Regions from separate parts of the Hordeum vulgare genome. Here region 1 is linked to region 2. The links are chromatin contacts, called in public Hi-C maps. All regions are on one chromosome and are shown on one strand. The core of a region is the stretch at or near the end of the contact, and the rest is flanking DNA. Distances in the headings are between cores, read along the strand shown. Region 1 has its middle 25 kb from the start of LOC123441954. Region 2 has its middle 26 kb from the start of LOC123440385.

Region 1 (4,843 bases), core at 1,008-3,507, 250 kb before region 2:
TGCAGCATAACAAGTATTTTTCTTTCTGTTTTGTTTTTACCACTTTCTATCTACAGGCTTCACTTTGGTTTTTCATTCATTTGTAAATAACCGTAAAATTATATTTGTTTTAAGGATCTTTGAAATGTGTAGATATTTTTAAGAAAATCGTTAAATTTTCTAGAAGTTTTATGATTTTTGTACTATCAAAAAATAAATTTAGATTTTAAATGTGATTTTATAAACATGAAAATTTATAAAATTGTGCATATGTTTTTTGATATATGTGTTTTAGAAAACTTTTTAAGGAAAACAAAACCAAAAAATAGAAAATAAAAAATAATAGAAAGATAAGAAATGGATAATAGCCAGTGGATAAAACAACAACAACACAAAAAAATCCGATCTAGAACCTTCATAATACAAAGGAAAAAACAGATCCGGAACCTTGCTAAAACTGGAATTTAACTGGGCCATACCGATACCTTGCTCACTCGCATTTGCGTGTCTTATAAATCCGAATTTAGTCTATATATATATATATATATATATATATATATATATATATATATATATATATATATATATATATATATATATATATATATATATATATATATATATTACCAATCGTAGTGTGGTTTCTGTCCGAAATAAAAATGACCGTTCGACGTCTGTAGCAATTATACACCTGTATTTGAACCGAACCGACAATCCAAACGCGCCCTCAGCATATTTTCGGGGCGAGCTACAAATAGGAATTACTGCAAAATCATCAGTAGCCTTTTTTAGACAAAGTCATCACTAGGTAGAGAGCTTCCGTGCAGGGCTCGCACACAAACAGACGGTCCATTACCAGGCCATGAGGAACGTAAAAAAAGTGTAACAAACAAAAAATAGTGAAGCTAGTTGGAATCGAGCCCGCGACCTTCCGCTGGATACTCGCGTAGCCAACGCAAATACATGGCTGGCTTCTAGTACTATGCGCGAAGGCAGATCCATGTTTGGGACTGCTTTGTTCCAGAAAATTCAGCTGCGTTCTAGAAAACGTAAGCCAAACGGGATAGCTTCATGATATACCGCTCTGTAAAAAAACTAGAATCTCGGGTCCAACTTCTTGTTTTTTGTGAAGCTTCCTAGGAAGTGCTTCATTAAATTATAGAAGCTGGAGTTGGAAGAAAATTACCCACCACTGTCATCAGTAAGTGGATACCCCTTCGTTTCTTATCTCTCATCCAATCAAATAGATCATTTTTACCAAATTTTCCATCCGTGAAGCTGGAGCTAAATGAGAGCCAAACATTCTCTTGAAATGGTTGCAACTTCTATATAAAACTGCTCTAAAGTGAATTTGGTGAAGCGGAGCTGATTTTGATGGACTACGTAAAAATTAATAATGTCTTCCTGAACAAATTTCGAAACTCAAACTAACTTTTAAAAGGTGAATAATTATTGAAACAAAAACAAAAATTTACTGATTTTATACATAAGATGAATGATTTTTAAATACACATTGACACTTTTGAGATATATGATAAACAATTTCGAAATACACAGTGAACTTTTTTGTGATATATGCTGAAAATTTTTTAAAATGTATTGACATTTTTGTAATATATGATGAACATTTTGAAAACAATATGAGTATATGTGTTGAACATTTTTTAATACACATTGAAGATTTTGTAATATGCGTTCAACAATTTCGAATACACACTGAACATTTTTGTAATATACGATGAATATTTTTGTAAAATATATGAATATATGCGTTGAACATTTTCTAATACATACTGAACATTTTTTAATATGCTTTGAGAATTTTGGAATACACAGTAAACATCTTTGTAACATACATTTAATTTTTTTGAAAACACAGTGTTTAAATATTCATCAACCAATTTCTATTATACAATGAAGATTTTTATAATGCATGCTCAAACTTTGTAAAATACTGTGAACATTTACTTAACATACTATGACCATTTGTATAACACAGAATATTTTGTATAATATAGGAAAAGTAAAATAACATAATATAGAAAGTAAAGAAGGAGAAGAAAATAAATGGAAACATAAAAAAGGAAAACAAAATAAAAAAGAAAAAGAAAAAGAAAACAAAAAGAAAAATAAAAAGAAAAGAAAAAAGGAAAAGAAAAATAAAATGACAGAAAAGAAACAGAGAGTAAAGAAGCAGCAAAGGACCAGCGAAACAACATTGGGCCGACGCATAAAAGGGCATCGCGAGGCGAAGCTTCAGAGGAGGTCCGCAATTTTAACGCATACGAGTGTCAAATAGGAATCGCCCACTAGGTAGTAGGGTGGCAGTTTCATTGGGCAGGCTGCTCATTGGGCTGGAAAGATTTTTGGTCCAGTTAAAGACTAAAATCCCAAATTCATCATTTTTTGAAGTTCAGCACGAAATGTTCCCATTCTGAACATTTTTCAGAATTTTGTAAAGCCGGTCCTGAGTTCGTATGATGGACATATATTTTTTGGTTATTTTAGTTTTGACTAAAATAGTTAGTTCAATTGTTGTGGATTTCTTTTTAGCGTGGAACTCTTTGAGGCTTGACGAAGGACCATCTCTAGTTTCGAGTAGCTAGATCCTATTCCCCTCGTAGGTCGGGGAATAGCGACAAATCGTCTACCCCTAGGCACCTTGTCATGTGCATGGGCCGCCCCATTCCGGGATTTTTCATACCAGTTTTATGAAAATCGGTGTGGCTAAATTTCGTGTTTTGATTTTTTTTTTAAAGTTGATCCAGAACGGGTATAACAACGCTGTCAATAACCCTGCTGATATGTTTGCACGCCTTATCGTAAAAAAATTAAGTATCGGACACAATGTGTGTTCACACCTATCGCCGGACACCTTGACGGTAGGGCTGTACAGGCTACCGTCAGCATATTTGGCGGTAGGGATACGTCGCGCTGACGTGGATAAGTTTTCTATCGTTAGGGACCTTGACGGTAGGCTGTTATACCCTATCGCCAACGACCCCGGTGGTAGGAAATAGTCAAATCTCATTTTTACAAAATAAGGTCAAATCTGGATCAAATTTTAGAAAAGGATCAAAACATAAAATTGTGTCCTGGATCAACTTTCAGAAAAGGATCAAAACACAAAATTATGTCGTTTGATTTACATGATGTTAGCTCGCCCATAAGAAATGATCATTTTCTTTACCGTTCTGCTGTCCCTTTCTGGACCCAAAGTTTATGTTGCCTTTCTCCGAAGGGAAGTACGTATGCAGTAGGGGTCGCTCACTTTGCCCTTATCTCAGTGTCTGCCCGAAAAGCCCGGCCTTTCTTGAAATGATGAATCCAAACTTTTCTCCGGCTAACCACTAGAGACAGCCTCTTGTGTTACACCAAAAGTCGATGTACAACTTGTACAATGCATAATGATGGCTAGGAAAAGTCCTGCAGCTTCAGATGGCCGTCCCTTATCCACCAATAGGGAGGATCCTGCCCACCGGAAGGTACTTTTTTGCTCATCTTGTTTCAAAAGGAATAACCTTAATCATCAGCTTAATAACAAATAACAAAGCCCTATCTTGGTAATATGCTCCCATCAACTTCCCTCCAGTGCAAGCTACATGCATTATTGCGAAAGACAATGCTGTCCCAACCACAGAAACCCAAACAAAATCTACTTGACTTGACACTGCCAAACCGTGCGCATTATCCACGGACAAAAGGTTGGAGTACCAACCAAGGGAAATGGCGTGTACTCCCTGATCGGAGGGAGCAGTAGTTTTCTCAAAGACACCTGAGTCCAGCATCCTATCTCGTTATCACGTCGGCCAGAACGAAGGGCGGTGTAAGGCTAACTTCAACTTACGATTTCAAATAGGGGACTGATATTGCGCCGGCGCGCCGGCTCAAACTTTCGGCCGGCCGCGCGCGAGCCGTAGGATCCACTAATCCCGCATCGTCCGCACCGTTGGATCCGCATGCAACATTTTTCCCCTATGCAGCAAAATTTTAATGTGATGCAACAATTTTTTCAACGGTTGCAACAAAAAACAAAATTTGTAGCAAAAAAATTATCTAGAAGCAAAAAAACGAAGCTGATGGTGCGTGCTAGCAAAAGTCAAACGTCGGTTGTAGCAAATATTTACGTGACGTGTATGCAACTTTTTTAATGAACGGTTACAGCAAAACATGATGCCGCTTGTAGCAAAAATTAACACGGTTGTAGCAAAAGTAAAAAAACATCGATTGTAACGAAAAATCCGACGAACTCGAGTTGCAACCAAACGTATATGCAGTTTTTTTACTGGGGCAAAAAATAGTAAAAAAACGCTTGCAGCAAATATGAAGCTGGTTGCAACATATTTAGACGAAAAATGTTGCATCCACTGACAAGCGAAGCACGCGGATGACAAAAATGTTGTATGGGTCCACGCGCGCGAGGGGGCGACCGGCGCATCGGTTCGGCCTGCGCGCGGGTGGGAAACGATTCCCTTTCAAATATATATCCATTTTATCTAGACTAGCAAAATGGCCCGCGCGTTGCCACGGAAGAAAAAAACATAATCTTCAATGATGGTGATCACATTGTGTTCATATATCATCGATTGATTTAGAAATTTTGTGCCCAAACGCAAGAAAACGTTTCTTCTTTTAAATTTATTTACAAGTTGAAGCAATCTTTACATTTTAAAAAAATATATATCATGGTTGTCAAAAATCTTGGTAACTCAAAGTTTTATTCTGAATTTCAAGAATTTTTTTAAAAAAACATACAATAATAATTCGATCCATCCAACAGTTAATTCTTCAAAATTCACACAGGTATATTGTTACAAAGACTTAGAAGCATTAATATTTAACTACATACATTAGATCTTTCGTG
Region 2 (5,156 bases), core at 1,726-4,225:
TTATTCTCCTAATGATGTGATTCCTTTATCAAATGACAACTCATGTCTATGGTCAGGAAACCTTGACAATCTTCGATCAACGAGCTAGTCCTTAGAAGCTCACTAGGGACAGTGTGTTGTCTATGTATCCACACATGTATTTGAATTTCAATCAATACAATTATAGCGTGGACAATAAACGATTATCATGAACAAGGAAATATAATAATAACTAATTTATTATTGCCTCTAGGGCATATTTCCAACAATACAATGGATGAACGAGTAGAGGAATGACACAAGCATGGACTCGAACTCGAGGTCGTCCATGGCAAACGGACCCGGGTAACGTAGACCCGTGACTACAACGATGCTAACGACATGGAAATGAGATGGGGAGGCGAGTCTCCTCACCATGGGTCCGATGGAGACGACGAGGAGGCCTGAAGGTGAAGCAGAGGCGACGAGGTGTTGGGCCTTGGGTTGAGGTCCTTGGGTCCAACAAAGAACAAGCAGGGGAAGAAGACCTCACCCTTGGCGATCCTGCTCGGGGAGGACTCAAATCGGACTCGCCGCGGCATCGCGAAATGCATGTGGAAGAAGGGGACGGCGTTGGTGGTTCAGTCCGAGCTCGAGCTCGAGCTCGTTTGGGCCATGGCGCCGGGATCCGAGGGGAACACCTACCGGCGGCGGGAGAGGGTGGAGAAGGGGAAAATGGATAGAGGGGAGAACATAGGGATCTCGGGCATGATATAGAGAGCTAGAGGTCGCTCCCGGCCATCAAATCCATGGAGCTGCCCATGTGGATACTATAGATGCTCACAATATAGACACCAAGATAAGCCATATGGTAATGCATGATGCAATGCAATAAAAGGTGTGGAGGCACAAAGCAAGCATGTAGCAAAAAAATGAGATGATCGTGGCATCAACCTAGAGAAAAGAAAATATGTAAAACGATAATGATCATGATGATGACGCACTCATATTAATATCCACATGGAAAGATAACATGATTTGCAAAATCCAAAACAAAAGAAAATTAAGTCATGAGTTGACACGAGGATGAAGTGCATTACGCAACACACAAGACAAACATAGCTTTCATTCAACATGCTCGTCTCAAGAATATGCTTACAAGCTTGGGTTACATTTGAGTTGTTATATAACATTGCTTTTTTTCCTTTTCTTTCTCCTTTTTTTTTTCTTTACATTTTTATTTTTCATATTTCTTTTTTGTTTTTGTTTCCTTTTTTATTTTACCTCACATTCTTTTTCGTTTTCAAATATTATTTTTCTTTTTTCTTTATGTTTTCCATTTTCTTTTTTTCTTTTTCCTGTTTATTTTGTACAAAAGTTTCAAATAATTTTCAAAATTTATGAAAATGTTACCGTTTTCAAGATATGTTCACCATTTCAATAAATAGTTCATATTCCAATGTTCAAGAGTTTCAATAAATGTTGTGGTTTTCAAAATTTTGTTCACAATTTCAAAATGTGTTTGTGTTTCAAGAAGTTTCAAAAAATGTTCAGAAATTTCGAAAAATGTTCAGATTTAAAAATATGTTCATAATCTATTAGAAAAATGTCCGCGATTTCAATATTTTGTTAGAAATTTTAAAAAAAAATATTATGTTTTCAAATTTTGTTCGCATTTCTAAAAAAGCAAACAAATACGAAGTTTGTTCGCATAGTATTTTGTTCTGAATTTAAAAAATGTTTTATTTACAATTTTTGTTCCAAAACTATAAACTGTTCATGATCTCAGAAAATAGTGAGGAATTTCAGAAAATATTCACATTTTCTTAATTCATTCTTTTTTAAAATATTCGACATTTCATATTCCGCAATTTACAAGAATTTTCCAGTTTGTCTAAATCTCAACCTCTGCAATGTTTCTTATAGGGTTTTTGTGCCGTTATGTCCAATGGCTTAAGTTTGGTGTATTGGCAAACGGCTCATGGTTAGGAGCCTGCACGGTGCAAGGTGTCACGATTGAATCATGCGAGATGTAGGTTGGAAAAACTCTATTTGACAATCTTTATATCAAATAGTCAGGCAACCGCACAGGGGCGTGATCCACCAGAATTCCTATTTGGCGCCACATGCTCCCGTTACAGTGCAATTCTGCTAACAGACGCCAGCAGCAACCCGCGCTGGGCCGACCCATTTCAGCATTGTTTTCTTTTCTGAATACAATAAAAAGGACTAGACGCCGCGGGGAATGGAACTCTCGACCTCCAGCTTGGGTTAACATGCAGTAACCACCACGCCACTGAACCCGATCAGATGACTAATTTTCTATTGCTCTTTTTTATTTCTTTCTTTGGTTTTCGTTTTTTGCTTCTGTTTTTTGTTTTTTGCTTCTCTTTTTTCGACTCTGTTTTTTTATTTTGTTACCTCATGGCTTGATGATTTTTATAGTTTGTGAACTCTTTTTCCAATTCATCAAACTTTTTTCAAATCGAATGAACGTTTTTACAAATTTGATGAACTTTTTTCTCAAATTGAATGATTTTTTTTAATTCGATGAACTTTTTTCACATTTGATGAAGTTTTTTCAAAATCAATGAACTCTTTTTAATTTGGTGACTTTTTCGAATTTTGATGAACTTTTTCCAAGTCTAATGAACTTTTTTAGAAATTTCGATGAACCTTTTTCAAATTTGATCAACTTCTTTTGAAAACTGATTACCTTTTTTTCAAATTTGATGACCCTTTTTTGAATTTTTTAATTTCGATGAACTTTTTTGAAAACCGAATTTTTTTCAAATTTGATGAACGGTTTTCCAAATCACTGAACTTTATATGAAAAATAATGAACCTTTTTCCAAGTTTAAAATCTGTCAACAAATTTTCCTATTGGGAAAACTTTTTTTTCCAAAATCGACGTACTTTAGTTTCCAAAAATTAATGAAATTTGTCAAGGCCTGCAGGGGTGCCGCGCTGTTTGATGGGCCGGCCAACGCGGGTGTTGCAGGCACAGGGAGGGCAAACCGGCGCCTGTAGTGCCGTATAGGAGGTCCCATGATCCATTGGCCTGCCCATCTTCATCTGCGTGCCGTTCCTTAAGTTTTTTTTCATTTCGGTGATTCTTTCTTTTCACTTTTGATATTTTTTTTCTTTTTCCTTTTTCCTTTTTAGCTTTTAAAAAAGTTCAAATATTGTTTAAAATTTTCATAAATGGTCATGTTGCCAAAATTTCATCACATTTTTGAAATAATGTTCATCTGTTCAGAATTTAGTCACAATTTTCAAAAATATTCCTTTCCTCAATTTTTTGTCCAGAGTTTTAGAACATGCTCCCTTTATCTAGAAAAGTACAAATATTAAAAGAATCGTGATTTTTAAATTATGTTCCTTTATCAATGTATTTTTGACTTATTCAGAAAATGTTTCTTTTTTGATTCCTTTCTTCTAAAATTTGAAAAGTAATCACTATAAGAACATTGATTTCTATAATTATTTTGGGGATTTCAAAAAATATTTATCTTTTCCCAAATTTAAAAAATACTCTTGTTTTCAAGTTTCGTTCATGTATTACCAAAATTGATTTGTTTTTTTAATTCCAGGACACTTTTTGAAACACAAATAATTTTGTCAAAACAGTCAACAAATTTTGAGAATAAGACTATTTTTTTAATCATGAACATTTTATGAAAACCGTGAAGAAATTTTAAAAAGGAACAAATATTTGAAACAAAAAATATTTGTATGAAATCATAAATTTTTTTAAACAAGAACATTTTCTTAAATTCCAGTTTTTTCAAAACACAGACATTTTGAAAAATCATGAAGCTTCGTGATTAAGAGAACAGTTTTTGAAACCCACTTTTTTAAATGACCACATTATGATAATTTTTTGTAATTTCGGATTGTTTTTGAGTTATGAATATTGAAATAAAGATTGTGAAAAAACATTTGTACGTGAGAACATTTTCTGAAATTCAGTATAAAATTTGTGAAATATCAAAAAAAAAAGGAAAAGGGAAAAATATAATACGAAAATGCAAAACTGAAAACGAAAACAATATTTTATTTTGAGAAATAAAAATATCTTTTGAAGTTATCAGAAAGCTTTTAATATATGACTATATTTTGAAATTTGGAATATATTTTTACAGAAAGAACATTTTTCGAAATTTAACAATAAATTTTGAACGTGAACTAGGTTTAAAAATCTAAAATAATATTGAAATAGAAAAAGTAAAAAAAACTAAAACTAAATAACTAAATAAGAAATAACACAGAAATTATGAAAAAGAAGGAAACAGGAATATTTTTGACGCTGTTGTACTGGGCTGGCCCATTTGTCGACCCCCCCTGCGGCGCCACTTTAGTTTGATGCACGGTGCGTCAAATAGTGGCTTTTACATGTATGTTCCCTCGCATCAGGCTCCAGACTAAGTACAGTCCATATAAATATTCTAAATGTTTTCTCAAGAAAGTAATATAAATTATATATATATGTATATGGAACTTACACTTTAAATAAAGCATTTGGTGAAAATGTAAAGAAGGTATTAAAGAAATATCAAATGTGTATTGAGAAAAAGTTTGTCATGTATACAAAAACATTTAAAAAACAATTTGTTTAAAAAATATTGATCACGTATTTAAGAAATATACTCCCTCCGTTCCAAAATAAGTGCCACTCACTTAGTATAAAATTTGTACTAGTTTAGTTATAGATTTTCGACACTTATTTTGGGACGGAGGGATTATTTGAAAAGCATTTGATTTAATGTCAATAAATTATTTAAAAGAATTAAGTGCTTATAAAAAATGTTTGTCAAGTACACAAAAAAGATATATATAAAACAAAAGCAATGTATGGAAATATGTTGATCATGTGTTTAAATAATATTAAATATATGTAGATAAATTATTTCTCATCTATTTGAATAATGTATATAAAAATATACAATGTGTATGAAAAACCTTAATCATGCATTTGGAAAAATGCTAATGAAATATTTGAATTTTTGAAAATGTGTATAGATTTATTATTTTTATGTATACAAAAAATATATACAAAACAAATACAATGTGTATGAAACATGTTGGTCATATTTTTGCAAATATGACATGTGTATGAAAAATATTCCTGGCGTATACAAAAAATGGAAGTTGTGCGTGAAAAATATTTATTGCCATTGAAAAATGTTTGCCGTGTA

What was found. Hi-C and Micro-C count contacts between places; a contact is called where the count stands out from the background.
Region 1: a Hi-C map of seedling shows a contact between it and region 2, with 7 times the contacts expected there. The contact joins two enhancer-like sites. A contact is called at or near these places in 3 of 6 Hi-C or Micro-C datasets (leaf and seedling).

Annotation. Positions count from the first base shown.
Region 1 is chr3H:519,197,820-519,202,662 of MorexV3_pseudomolecules_assembly, reverse strand. No RefSeq gene overlaps it. Among protein-coding and RNA genes, the nearest start is that of LOC123441954, 25 kb to the left of the region's middle. Within about 2 kb of position 2,257, at least 2 of the 3 cell types and tissues checked have open chromatin away from gene starts, as enhancers often do. A contact at or near this core is called in leaf and seedling, where this site is marked.
Region 2 is chr3H:518,948,875-518,954,030 of MorexV3_pseudomolecules_assembly, reverse strand. No RefSeq gene overlaps it. Among protein-coding and RNA genes, the nearest start is that of LOC123440385, 26 kb to the right of the region's middle. Within about 2 kb of position 2,975, at least 3 of the 3 cell types and tissues checked have open chromatin away from gene starts, as enhancers often do. A contact at or near this core is called in leaf and seedling, where this site is marked.